2 separate regions of the Mus musculus genome follow, and region 2 is linked to region 1. Evidence: chromatin contacts called from public HiChIP or PLAC-seq data. All regions are on one chromosome and are shown on one strand. Each heading gives the region's core, a stretch centred on a gene start, on an enhancer-like site or on the middle of the called end of the contact. The rest is flanking DNA. Distances are from core to core; before and after follow the strand shown. Region 1 overlaps Dysf (dysferlin). Region 2 overlaps Exoc6b (exocyst complex component 6B).

Region 1 (7,406 bases), core at 816-3,315:
ATAGAGAGTGAAGGACCTCAACCTTTGGCCTCCATTGCTGTGTGCACACACATAAGAATAACACACACAACTGACGAGCCTCGAGGAGGTCTGTGCGTCGGATGAGCTCTACGTCGATATGGCTTTCATCTCTTTGAAAGAGATGCTACGGAGAAGGCCTTTCACTCAAAATACACACTCCGGCATCAAGGGAGATGGCTAGGCGGTGGTGACGTGGTCTCAAGTGACCCAGGACACAGAGTGGTTTGGACTCCTCTTAGAAGGTTCTCTCTCCCACTCTCTGACAGAATCTCTCACTATGCTCCTCTGTATTCTGTGCTGGCCTTGGTTTCACTAAGTCTTCTAGGCTGGCCTCCAATTCATAGAGTCATCCTGCTTCAGGCTTCCCAGTGCTGGAATTACAGGCATAAACCATCAAACCAGCTTCTTTGGTGCTGGTGGTGGTGGTGGTGGTGGTGGTGGTGGTGGTGGTGTGTGTGTGTGTGTGTGTATGTGTGTGTGTGTGTGTGTGTGAAGGTCAAAGTCATTCTAAGGTACCATGCCTCCCTCAGGATCCATCAATCTTGTTTCTCTCATTGGCCTGGGGTTCACCCATTAGGCTCAGCCAACTGCTCAGTGAGCTCCAGGGATCCACCTGGCTCCACCTTCCCCAGGCTGAAATTACTGTCCCACCACACCTATCTCATTCAAAGTTGGTTTGGGGATTGGAACTCAGGACCTCGAGATTGCAAGGCAAGCTGACTGTGGCAGCTCCCCAGCCCTGCTTCTACACTTAAACCATTTCAAAATAAAAGATCTGAGCCAGACACTTAAACCACTTCAAAATAAAAGATCTGAGTCAGCCAGTGGTGTCCCCCAGAAGCAAAGGGCTTCTGCTCAGCAGCACAGGTCCTAGCAGGAACCCCCAGCTCAGAGGTTCTTCCCACCTGCCTGTGCTGTACCAGGACGGCAGGGGGATACAAGTAAGAGAGGTGGAAGTCTGCTCCTGGACCTTCTCCAGGGAGTGAGGACTGCATCCCAGGCCGCAAGGTGAGCTGCTAACCTCTCCTTACCACTCGTGCCTCTCCCCACCTCTGTGCAGACTTAGCAGGTGGCTCACTGAGCAGGGCCCAGCCCTTCTCTCCCATTCACCACATCCTGGCTTTCATGTATTCAACTTAGAGTCATTGTGAAGGATGGTCAGGCTCCACAGGCAGCCTGGGGTCTGGGGACAATGGAGAGGAGGCTGCAGGTTCTCAGCTTGAGTATGAAGTGCAAACAGAATATGAAAGCCAGGCCAAGGGCAGGGATTGCAGATCATTTCCAGCCTTCCTCAGTATGCAGTTTGCAGAAACCAGGCTGAAAGGTTCCATCCCAGAGCACAGTGAGTTTGGAGGGAGTAAGTGTGGAAAACATCAGTGTCTTAGGTTTGGAGTAAAGGAGCGGAGATCTTGGCAGGAAGGTAAGAGCCTTTGGTTGAAGGCTACAGGGAGGAAGCTGCTTCAACCTAGAGGGTAACAGGAAAGCACCAGACAGGTCTCTTGACTCCAAGGGCTGCTCTTGACAGAAACCTTGATATCTCTAGCTGCTCGGTGCACCAGGCTGCAGAAACAGCTAGGAGTCTCCTCAGGGTCCAAGAAGAGTCAGCTTCAAATGCCACTGGAGGCTTCCTAGACTAATGTAGCTGACTGCAGAGCTCAAAGAGAAGGCAACAGGTGACACCGGAAGTGACTGAGACCGTTTCAGAAAACACTGCGTGAAAGCAACCCCAGTGGCTCTCTTTTCCCAGTAAGAACCCAGTATGGTCTCATTCAGCCCAGCCCAAATTAGTCCCAACTCGACTTTCCTAACCAGTCAAAGGTTCAAATACATACATACATGCACGCACGCATGCACACACACACACACACACACACACACACACACACACACACACACACACACACATGCACGCACGCACAGCCTGTCTATGAGGACTGACAGCCCACAACCCTGCAGGCTTCACTGGGAAGTATGTCGGGTTCAGCAGTAGCATCCTGTCATGTAGACAGACCCAGAATCCTAGTGAACAGGAAGAAAGAACCCTGAAGGGTATATTTAGACCACTAAAAATAACAGGAGGCCAGCAAGGAGGACTGGGAATGGTTTGTGCAGACTAGGAGAGAATGGGAAAGCTGGGGGAGGGGCTAGACCGACAAGAGAGGAAAAGGAAGGGGTCTTGACTGGCCCCAGGTGGGCAGGGGAGAGTTGTCTGCCTCCCTCCCCTGGTGACCTGTGACCCAGATGACTCAGATATTCCCTATCTGGAGAATGGAGCTGGCAATGATTCTGGGCAGTCTGCCAGGCAGGCTAAGGAAGCCACTCAAGGCTGACTAGAACACAGGACAGGAGGTGACGGAGTAGGCTAGACTCAGAAGTAGCCAAGTAGGGGCGTGGCAGGCTTCGTTGAGCCTTGCAGGTCCCAACCATGAATCTTTTCTAGCACCCTAACCTATAGCCAAGGAGAGCCATGCTTGGCTCCCAGGAGCTGGCCTCTGGCATAAGACACAGGGCCCCAAACAAAAGCTGGCTATGGACAGAGACATGCAGACATTTACCCCCGTGGGTTGCTGCTTGGCGTCTAGCAGAGGTGCGTTGAAGCTGGCAGAGAGGCTGGGGGTGGCAAGGACCTCCTGGAGTGGGATCTTGGCTTCCCCCAGGAACCTGGGAAGACAAAGAAGTCCAAGGGTGAGAACCAGCCTAATGTGCCTGGCTCGTCTCTTACCTCCTCCACCGCCTAGTTCTTTCGGAGTCCTTTAAGGTTTCTCTGTACCCACGGTACCATGAGTGCCATGTAGCATGTAAGATGGTTCCTGTGGTAACATGTACCCATGTGAGATGCTCTCATGATAGCATGTACCCATGTAAGATGGTTCCCATGGTAACATGTACTCATGTGAGATGGTCCCTTGGTAGCATATACCCATGTAAGATAGTTCCTATGGTACCATCTTAAGGAGAAGAGAGAGATCAGAGACGCCTGCCCTTCCCTTCCCCAAGCTCAACCTTAACCTCTTTCTGTCTGGCCTTAGAAGCCTAGCCATGCTATTGCCGTGGGTAGGGGCAGATTCTCACCAGACAGATTACTTATTTACTTATTTGTTTACTTACTTACTTAGAGACAGGATCACATGTAGCCCAGGCTGACCTCAAACTGGCTCTGTAGCTGAGAATGATCCTGATCTTCTGACTCTCCTGCCTTTATCTCCCAAGTGCTGGGATTGCAGGTGCTCCCCACCACACCCTGTTTATACAGTGCTGGCGATCAAGCCCAGGGCTTCACGCATGCTTTGCAAAGCACTCTCTCAACTGAGCCACACCCCTAGTGCTGCCATCAGATCTTAATGAACCGGGCCAGCATCACCATGGGACAGAGGCAGTTTTCCCAGTTCACACCTTTGATGCCCCCATGCCTCAGCTGGCTGAACCCACCACCCAGTCTGTCTACGCCAGTTTCCCAGGAAGCACAGCCCCAATTAACAAATCAGAAGCAAGACACCTTCCTGTCTTCATACCCAGGGAGAAAACGTGTTGGTCTAGGAGACAGACCCCTTCACCAGACGTCCAGCACACATACATGAGACCACACTTGTCACCGGCAAGAGACGAGGTCTTGGGAAAGTGGCCCACTGGCTGGCTGGCCGAGGAAGGCCTTTCAAAGAATCTAGAGGAATAAGTCCTGTTCTGTGGGTCCTAAACCACACACGATTCACTCTGTGCCTCTGCGGTGGCAGCAAGTGGCCTGTGTCACCAAAAACCTGTCATCAGAGTCTGCTTCAGCCTCTGCTTGCTCCCTGGGAGCCAAACTACGGATAGCCATCAGGGCACAAATCCTCATCAGTCCTGGGGACAGCTATGGGGACATATCCGGCATTGCTTTTTCTTATTTCTCCTAATGAATAAAGCTAGCCCAGTATCAGAGACCATCCTTGCCCTGGTCTCTGTAACAGTAGTCTGCATGTGGGTTTAAATAGACCCATGGAGTGAAATTTGAATCTTGACCTAATGAGCTAGGTTTACAAACGCTACTCCAGTAAGACACCATCTCATCTCCATTAGGATGGTGCTAGAAACTATGTGTACTTCGGAAGTCGGGCTGAATGCATTATGAGAAGATCCTGAGCCTATAGGGACAAGGTAGAAGGCTCTGTCTTAAAAGGGATATGTGTAGGTGTCAGGTTGGCAGGGATGGACTTGCAATGGTTAGTGTTGACTGTCAACTTGACAGCATCCAGAGTCATCCAGTAGACATACTTCTGAATAGATCTGTGAGGACATTTCTAGATTGAGTTCATTGAGAGGGGGAGAGCCGCTATAAGGGTTGGGGGCCTGCTGCCCAAAAAGGAAAAAGTGGGCTGAGCAACATCGTTGATGTCTCTCTGCTTCCTGACTGTGGATGCAATGTGAGCAGCATGCTGCTGGTGAGAAGAATGGAGGGGGATGCTACGGAACATTAAACGTAGACAGGCAACCCAATCTCTAGCCCCACTTCTGACTCCAGACATCTATACAACACATTCAAGCAGCAAATCCTCAAACATCAGAAAATGAGACCTGCTCCATGTCCATTGGCAGAGTACCTGCCTAGCGTGCACAAAGCCCTGGGTTTCATCCCTAGCATCACATAAGCCAGGCAAGGTTGTTCATACTTATAACCCCAGTAATCAGAGTTCAGGAGGATCAGGAGTTCAAGGTTATACTCAGTTACATAATGAAGTTGAGACACAAGACATTGTCTTTAAAAGGTTAAAGACACCAGCACTCGGGAGGCAGAGGCCGGCAGATTTCTGAGTTCGAGGCCAGCCTGGTCTACAAAGTGAGTTCCAGGACAGCCAGGGCTATACAGAGAAACCCTGTCTCAAAAACCAAAAAAAAAAAAAAAGGTTAAAGACAGTGGAGTAGGGGTGGAGCTAGAGATAGCTCAGGAATTAAGAGCTCTGGTTGCTCTACTGGGAGGCCTGAATTCGATTCCAAGCACCCACATGGAAGTTTACAACTGTCTGTAACTACAACTCCAGAGGTTCCAATGTTCTCTTCTGGCCTCTGGGGGCCAAGGTATGCAAGTGGTATTTTGAATGCAAGCAAAATTTACATAACATATAAAACAAGAAATTAACCTTTAAAATAAATAAATAAATAAATAAATAAATAAATAATAGGAGCAACCAGGCCAGGTAGGCAGATGGACAAACAAGATGAAATGTGCATGTACATGGACTGTTAGTCAGCATTCAGGAATTTGTGACACTTCTCCTGGGACAAGTCTTGGCACAGCTGGACAGCAGCTCCATGGTAGAGCACTTGCCTTGCATTTACGAGGCTCAGTCCCCAGGACTGTCCATAAATAATAAAGAAGAATTAGACTAAAGACACAGAAGGACAAATACCATGTGATCCTTCTTGTACAAAGCACCTAGTCAGACTCACAAGCACAGAAAATAGAATGGTGGTTGTCAGGAGCTGTTGGGAAGGAAAGAAGAAAATTGTATTTAATGGGTTCAGGTTTTCTGCTTGGAAGATGAAAGAGGTCTATAGGTGGATGGGTGCAAAGGTTGCACAGAACTGTGCATTTAAACTTGTTAAAATCTAGTGTTCCTCCTGAGAGTGATATCACGGTGGACTTCCATATCCCACACAGAAGAGCACATGTGTGCATGCTTATCCTTCCCACATATACACTAAGCAAATTAATTAAAAATAAGTAACTTGTAAACCTATGTGATAAATAATTATTAAACTCTCTGGCAATGAAATACATGTGTTTATACCCTCTGAGGCAGGCAGGTTCTGAGCCACCTTACAATTTCCTTTGCTAGAAATACAAACACTGTGTGTGTGTTTGTATGTTTGTATAAGTATGTATGTGTGTGTGTTTGTATGGTTGTGTAAGTATGTTTATATGTGTATTTGTGTGTGCATGTTTGTGTGTATGTGGGTGTATGTGTATGTGTGTGTGTTTATGTTGATGTGTATGCATGTTTGTGTGTATGTATATACATGTTTGTGGGTGTGAACATGTGTGTGTGCCTGTGTGTTACAGAGGACAGCTGTGTTGTTGGTTCTCACCTCCTACCTCATTTGAGGCAGGGTCTCTTCACTGTTTTTCTGTTCCATACTCTATGCCAACTGCCTTTCATACTCCTGTGGGATCTCTTGCCTCTCCCTCCCATGTTCCTGTAGGCAAACTGGGATCACAGAAGCTCAATTGAACTTGGGTCCTCACACTAACACAGGACACGTTTTTATCACTGAGCCATCCCTCAGCCCTCCTCTTACATTTCTTTATTTTGGGGTTTGGTTGGTTGTTTGGTTTGGCTTTTTTTTTTTTTTTTTTTTTTTTTTTTTTTGAGACAGGGTCTTACTGCATAACCCTGTAGACCAAGCTGGCCTCGAACTCACAGAGATCCTACTGCTTCTCCCTCCCAAGTTCCGGGATTAAAGGAGTGCATTGCCACACATAGCTTAGCATTTATTTCTTTAAAGAAAGAATAAAGGGAGGTTATTATAGGATTTTTAAGTCCCACAAAGGTCCAGACGTCTAGACTGTGGGTTTCTCTGTTCCCTGGCACCTACAGGAAGCTTTGCGCTATGGCTTCCTAAACAGGGGCTCTTGTTAGGTGTAACCTAAGGACCATCACGGGAATAGCGCTTGTCCCCAGCATTGTGACCAGAGTGTCCTCAGAGCAAGATTCTCTGTGACATAAGAAATCAGAGTCACTCTGTCCTTTACGGGAATCCTTGGCAGCAGACCAGAGTGATCTGACCAAGCAACCTGCCCCAGCGAGCCTGCAGATGTGGACAGTGTCTATCTACAGTTGAGGCTTCTGGCCTTGGCAGCAAAAAGGCCAGGCCCAGCAGCAGTCAGGTAGCAACAAACAGCAGTCTAGCTCCATAGCTCCGTGTGGCTGAAGCTGGTCTTAGGAGCCGTGGCCAGAGGCCCAGGGTAAAGGTGGACCACCTGAGCCTGGCTTGCTGGCAAAGTCCTCCCAGACAGCAGGGAGAATTCCAGGAAGTGGGGTGGTGAACAATGGCAGGAAATGCAGAAGGAAATGCCGGCTCCACCTCTGCCAGCCCTAGCCCTTCCGGCTGCCCCCAGAGCTGCCTAGGAGTGACTGCTATTTCCTCCCTGATACCCCCTTGGGGGCCATCAAATGTACCCCCTGAGGAACAGGGACTAGTCTCTCCAAGGTACCAGGTTGTCCTATATCCTGAGGAAGAAGGGCTGGAGGCCACCTGTCCAAAGACCCAAGTGGGAGGCTGTGGTGACGAGTCAAAGAGACAGAGCCTCCCATCTGCACGAGTGATGTAAAAGCATAGCCCAGCGGGAAGGGGCAAGTTGCAGAGACTTATGGAGGTTAATGAGGTCTGAGGCTCCATCACAGGTTGTG
Region 2 (6,799 bases), core at 2,628-5,127, 860 kb before region 1:
GAGACCACACTCTGCATTAAACTTCTTGAAGAAAGACTTATTATTTTTTTTTTTGATGTATCTGGGTTTTTGCTCTGTGTGTGTGTACCACAATGTGGGCAGTGCTGCCCCTTGGTAGTTGGATCTGGGTAGTATAAGAAATTAAATTAAATTAATTGGTAGCAAGCCAGTAAGCAACATTGGTTTGTAGTTTCTGCTTCATGATTCTGCATTGCGGTCCTGCCAAGGGATTTCTTTGATAGTGGATGGTAACGTATAAGCTAAAAAACAAAACAAAACAAAACAAAACAAAACACCCCCTTTTCTAACCACGTTGTTTTTTTTTTTTCCATTTTTTATTAGGTATTTAGCTCATTTACATTTCCAATGCTATACCAAAAGTCCCCCATACCCACCCACCCCCACTCCCCTACCCACCCACTCCCCCTTTTTGGCCCTGGCGTTCCCCTGTACTGGGGCATATAAAGTTTGCGTGTCCAATGGGCCTCTCTTTCCAGTGATGGCCGACTAGGCCATCTTTTGATACATATGCAGCTAGAGTCAAGAGCTCCGGGGTACTGGTTAGTTCATAATGTTGTTCCACCTATAGGGTTGCAGTTCCCTTTAGCTCCTTGGGTAATTTCTCTAGCTCCTCCATTGGGAGCCCTGTGATCCATCCATTAGCTGACTGTGAGCATCCACTTCTGTGTTTGCTAGGCCCCGGCATAGTCTCAGAAGAGACAGCTACATCTGGGTCCTTTCGATAAAATCTTGTTAGTGTATGCAATGGTGTCAGCGTTTGGATGCTGATTCTGGGGTGGATCCCTGGATATGGCAGTCTCTACATGGTCCATCCTTTCATCTCAGCTCCAAACTTTGTCTCTGTAACTCCTTCCATGGGTGTTTTGTTCCCAATTCTAAGGAGGGGCATAGTGTCCACACTTCAGTCTTCATTCTTCTTGAGTTTCATGAGTTTAGCAAATTGTATCTTATATCTTGGGTATCCTAGGTTTGGACCACGTTGTTTTTAATGGGTGTTTTATCATAGCAATAGAAACCTAACTAGGACATTTATCTTTGTACTTTTTGAGCCATTTTCTCAATTTCTGACACCATTAAATACTCCAAGCATGACTGTTGGTTTACCTGTCCCAGCCTAGGAAACAGCCATTTTCTATCCTACATGGCAGTGGAGTCTATATAGTACTGAAAAATATTCAGAACCCAAGATCTGGCTGGCGGGAGTGCTCATTACTCCTTACTGCTTCTAGGCCCTCTCTCTGAGCAGAGTGAGGTTTGTCTCCCGTTAAACATTCATTTCCTAATGTTATTGTGATAGTATCAGATTTTTAAAAGATTACTGTTTACATTGTCATTCTTAATACTTATTTGTGCCTATGATGACTTTGAGCAGAGATGAGGTTAAATGTAGCAGGAAGAGATGGAAAACTAAAGAATTAAGACTTCTTTTAATTATTCGGGCCAGTGATTTCTGATTCCTGTCTCTGCCATCTTGCCATCCTGTTTGATTCTTTTCTTTGCTGAAAATGAAAATAATCACTATTGGTAGCCTAGAAAATAAGTTGAATTAATGCAGAATGTGAACATCTGAGGTACCTTTCTTTTGCTCTTGGATTAATCCCACTTATGGCCTTTAGAGGGCAGTACATGCATTGCAAATAAGGTTTTGTGGTTTTAGTTTTCAGATGAAGGTTTTTGTTTTTGTTTTTGTAATTGTTTTATCTAATTACAAATAAGGCGAAATGGGTTATGCGTTCTTAGATATATTCAATATAGGTTATAAGTATCAAGATTGCTATCTTCAGTGATGTTGGGTTAAGATAAAATATAGTTATGAAACTAAAATCCATTTAATAACTTTCCCTCAGTTTTTTTCTGAGAACCGAAGAGTAGAAATTTACTTGCTTGTGTATTTTCATGCTGACTGGTTGATTGAGAAGTATTGGGGAGTGAACTGAAGGCCTTGCAGGTGCCAGGCAAGAGCTCTAACACTACAGATATAGCCATAGCCCCTGGATGGTTTCTGTTAGAAGATATGAACTAGCTAGCCTTCCCGAGAGTCGTTTACTTGGGGTATGATACACTCCATACCTTACTGTCTTAGCCTGGATGCTACAGAAGTGCTTTTCTTACTCAGCAAACAAAAGGAGAACAACATTTCTTCTTATCCTGGATGTTCTCTGACCTTAAAATGCAAGAAAGGGAGGTTGTTTGACGCACATTGTTTTTGACATGTGTTGTTATGATACATTCATTTTAGCAAAAATTTATAAAATGCTTTTTCTTTAGATTAAGAGGACAGTTAAGCAAGTAAGAATGGGCAGAGATGTGTCTGGAAGTTGTGACATCTCCAGAGTGTTTAGTGCTCCTTTGTGTAAATTGGGGAGTCTTAACTGTAACCTTTACAAGTAGTGCTTTACTTTCAGATTTTATGGGATTCATTGGTGAATAAAAGATGCTTGAATTTTATGTTTATTATTGAATAATTAAGTAAGAGAGCTTTCTGTTTTAATGGTCTGTCTCAGAAATGAGAGGGGTACGTGAATTAACAATTGATTCTGAATAATTTATGCAAAGGTGGCCTTTGTAGGAAATGTATTAACTAGGGATGCCTACCCAGGATTGTTTTAAAGTATTTCTTTCACTTTTTGGTACACACCTGTAGTCCTGGCACTTGGGAAGCTGAGGCTGAAGGAACAACTTGATCCTGGTACTTTGAAATCAAGCTAGACAACACAGTAAAATCTATCATATCTATTCTCAACACACAGGCACACAGGCACACAGGCACACACACACACACACACACACACACACACACACACACACACACACATACTCTACACCCTAGATCTCCCCCAATGCACATTCCAGAATTCAGTAATTTTAATGTAGGATGGCAGTCGATCTTTATATGCTAATTTATTTTTCTCTAATGTGGTGAAAGTAACAAAAGTATCTCCATAACAGATAGGCTTAGACTTAAGTCAAATAATGCAGTTTACTCTGCCAGGCGCATGGAGCCCAGGCATAGTTGTCTTCATTGTCATCGCGGTGGAATTCTGTTTTTGCAGTGTTCTGAAGGACTCTGAAGGATTCAATGATTTCCCTAATTTTAAGAGAGAGGAAAAACATTTTTGTAAGTGTCTTTGAGGATTTGAAACCAGAGTTTAGTCACAGTTTGTTATGTTTTTGTTCGTTTGTTTGTTTGTTTTGTTTTTAGTGGTGTTGAGACTATGAATAACACCAGCTTTCGGGAGAACCTCCAGGCTCTCTGGGATTTATTTTATTGTCACCAACTTCGGATTTTGTGTTACCCTTCTTCCTAAGATGGTTAAAGCCAGTAAATCATTTGAGGAGTCTCAGAAGATCATTGTGACAGCAGTTTTCATCAGCGTCAAGTGACCAGGGACTAATCAATAAAAGTTTTTTTTCCCCCTTGGCACGGTTAGTAATCATTTAGAAATGATTTTGATGGGATATATAAGTGAAAAGCATTCAAACAGATTAGGCCTGATACTAAATGAGAGAGAGTGAGTGTTGAAAATGTGGCATGTGGGGAGACCTTGAAAAGTTGTTAACTTGAGGAAGGGAAATATCAATATCTCTGTGGTCTTTTAGGAACAAAAAACATCTTTTGCTGAGAGCCTAGAGTTTGAGCCAAAATATAAAGTGACCTTGGAGGCTGGCTGGCTCACCTTCCAGTTTCCTAGGGAGAGTCAGTCACTGCCTCTGCCTGATCATGGCCAGCAGAGCATTTAGCAGTGGGAAGTAAGGAAATGATGGCCAGAGCGAGGAATGACTGTTGTTTCTCAGCAGCAGATAGGCACACAGCTCCTGGTGAAATGATTCAGCAGTTTAGAGCTGAGAGCTGAGAGACCTTGGTTAACACGCGGGGAGTCGGGGCCCAGGAGGGGCCGCTCTGATGGAATCCTTCTGGGGCCACTCTATTCCCTTTGCTCTGAATCACAAATGGCTGCTCTTGCCAGTGCTCACTCTGAATCCTACCCTCAGAGGTCCTGTGCTATTTGGAAGGTTTTAGACAGCAGCTGGTTGAAAATGTAGGCGCCTCGGTGTGGGAAGCGGAGAGGGCAGCGGTTGCTTCATCTGCCGCATCAGTATGAAAGGCACCTCCGTCGGTTAAAGCTGCTGAGGTTATTCGTTTCCACTTTCATTCCTGGACAAAAACAGGCCTCTTGTCTGGATCTTTTCTTTTTAATGATTTCCATGAAAAGGCTTTTATCCAGGCTCTGACATGACTGTCAGAATACACATTTCAATGTGAGAGTGCTTAAAAGGCTATTGATATTCCCCCGTGGAAAAGAAAAGTACTTAAAAAAAATCCATCTATCCTTATACAAGTTAACCCTATCACCTCCTTTCTTTTCTCTCCTCCCCTCTCTTCCTTCTCCCCCACCTTCTTCCTCATTCCCTTTCTTTTCTCATTCTCTTTCAGGTTAAAGCCACAGTCTTAGTCTGAGCCGTGCATGTCCCCCATCTCCCATGAGCTGTCACTTTGATACATTGATGGCTCTGATGAGTTTAGAATCGAGGATACTGAGTAAGGAGGAGATAAGCTTACTTTTACCTGATGTTACTGTTGAGCTTCCGCAAACAGGCTGTTGCTTTGGAATCTTAGGTTCATTTCTCTTTCCTCTGGGTGTATCTTGGCTATGTGAGCAGAGTAAATGGTCGGTATCTTAGAAATGCTAGAGACAACAGGAGTGGCATGAAGCCTTCATGAACTGAAGCAGTTTGCCATGAGCTTATGAGGTGTTAGTGGGGACTCAGGTTCAAGTTAGATTGCTATGCTATGTAATCAAAAGGGTTCTGAAGCAAGGAAGGAATTTGATAAGGTTTTGATTAATTTATAGGTGTGTGAACATGGCTTGTCAGCTTAGTAGATTTGCTATTGTGGTGGGAAAAGGTTGTATCTGCTAACTCCTCTCTCTTCATTGCTTTCTTGTTCCCTTAAGTGTGATGGTTTTACTCAAGGGGAAGAGCACAAGCAGTGACATCCGTGGCAGCAATGGAAGGAAGCTTTCAGGATGAGTGACACTGTTGGCCTTTGTTTCTCCACTGTGGTGGTGATGCTCCTGTCACTCCCCACCCTCCCCATTTACCTCCAGCTTTCAGCAGAATCTCGGAGTGATGGAGGTCATCAGAACAGCTTTCTCAGATTCCTTTTGTTTTTCTCAGCCTCCCTCCCTGTACTCACTCTCCCTTTCCTATTTCAGAGGAAGAAATATGTGGCTTGCTTAATGTAATTAATAGCTATAAACTTTAAAAACACTACTCTTGTTCTAGAATTTTCTAAAAATTTAGTTCCCTTAGTTTTATTCTTCTTGATTGGCCTTTAGACTTCTTCCTCAGGCCACACATAGTCTTATACTTTAAAATAAAAACAATAGAAATTATTAGCTTGGATATATTTTCTTATATGAAATTTTACCTTCATTAAAAAATTAGTTTTGGAGTTCTTTAGTTCTTTACTATTAGTACCTTTTGTTAGTACAGGTGGTCCCACCAGCCTGCTTTCAGGGACCTAGCAACTGCTTACATCATCATCTGCACAGTTTCCATATGTGCTCTCTGTTCTCTAGTCATACTTTCTCCTGACTTCCCCCATCTCCTGTGTGTGTGTGTGTGTGTGTGTGTGTGTGTGTGCGCACACGTGTGCATCTCAAATCTCAGTCTTCAGGTATGGTGAGCATATGCTGGCCTGTTGAGTTACATGCAGCCCTTACTTAGTGTAGTGTCTTACATTAGTGAGGCATAGTAGTTATAACTGGTAGTTATCACCAACTTAAGTTGATAATTTCTGTTAGAATGTACCTTGTCCAGTATTGGGGGTGTGGATCTGCTCAGTGCCATATGTCCATCATTGTAGCACTGTGAAGAATAGTTCACTTACTGAAATCTCGTGTTCTTTACTTGGGCATACTCATAACCTCTAATAACCAGTGTATTTGGCCTCTGTTGCTTTGCTTCTTCCAGATTGTCATATAGTGTGAAGCCCTTCACAGTTGCCCCGACTCAACAGTGTGCGTGTATGACTCCTCTGTGGCCCCCACTCAGCAGTGTGCGTGTATGACTCCTCTGTATTTGTTCTTGTTTGTTTGTCTTTATTTTGAAGAATAGTTTATTTCATGAATGTTCTGTAGTTTGTCATTTTGGTTGCTTCAGAGTTTTGGCAGAAAATATTAGAGGGACTGTAGACATTTGTGCACAGGAGTTTTGTATGTATTCATATTTCCAAATCATTTTAGTAAAAGCTTAATAGCTGTGTCTTAGGGTTTCATTGCTGTGAAGAGACACTATGACCATGACAATTCTTTATAAAGGAAAACAGTTTAATTGAGGCATACAGTTTTAATGGTGTATTCCATTATCATGGCAGGAAACATGTTAGCATTCAGATAGTTATGGTGCTGGAGAAGGAGTTGAGAGTTCTACATCTTGATCTGCAAGCAGCATAGTCTCACTCTGGGCATAGCCTGAGCATCTATGACCTCAAATCTTACCTCCAGTGACACACTTCCTCCAACAAGGCCACACCTACACCAACAAGGCTACACCTTCTAATAGTGCCCCTCACTAGGGCCACACATTCGAACATATGAGTCTGTGGGGGCCTTACCCACTCAAACCACTACAGCACAATTGTTGAGTACACTTGGGCCATATTTAACTTTGTACAAGCCCGCCAGCCTTCTCACAGGTGGCTATATTGAGTCATACGCATACCTACAGTGTGCCAGCTCCTTGTACGACATCAGCAGCAGCATTTTCCTGTCAT

Evidence for each region. HiChIP or PLAC-seq counts read pairs in DNA pulled down with a chosen protein or histone mark.
Region 2: an H3K27ac HiChIP or PLAC-seq map of embryonic stem cells shows a contact between it and region 1, with 6 times the contacts expected there. The contact joins two enhancer-like sites. A contact is called at or near these places in 2 of 484 Hi-C or Micro-C datasets (the NIH/3T3 cell line and bone marrow-derived macrophages) and 2 of 115 datasets of contacts at active chromatin or transcription factors (the NIH/3T3 cell line and embryonic stem cells).

Annotation. Positions count from the first base shown.
Region 1 is chr6:84,053,695-84,061,100 of GRCm38.p6, reverse strand. It overlaps Dysf (dysferlin), which reads right to left. Exons shown (of 55, transcript NM_021469.3): 4 at 2,577-2,682. Among named protein-coding and RNA genes, the nearest start is that of Dysf, 38 kb to the right of the region's middle. Within about 2 kb of position 2,065, at least 26 of the 459 cell types and tissues checked have an H3K27ac peak or open chromatin away from gene starts, as enhancers often do. A contact at or near this core is called in embryonic stem cells, where this site is marked.
Region 2 is chr6:84,921,104-84,927,902 of GRCm38.p6, reverse strand. All of the region lies in intron 6 of Exoc6b (exocyst complex component 6B), which reads left to right. Among named protein-coding and RNA genes, the nearest start is that of Exoc6b, 150 kb to the left of the region's middle. Within about 2 kb of position 3,877, at least 99 of the 459 cell types and tissues checked have an H3K27ac peak or open chromatin away from gene starts, as enhancers often do. A contact at or near this core is called in embryonic stem cells, where this site is marked.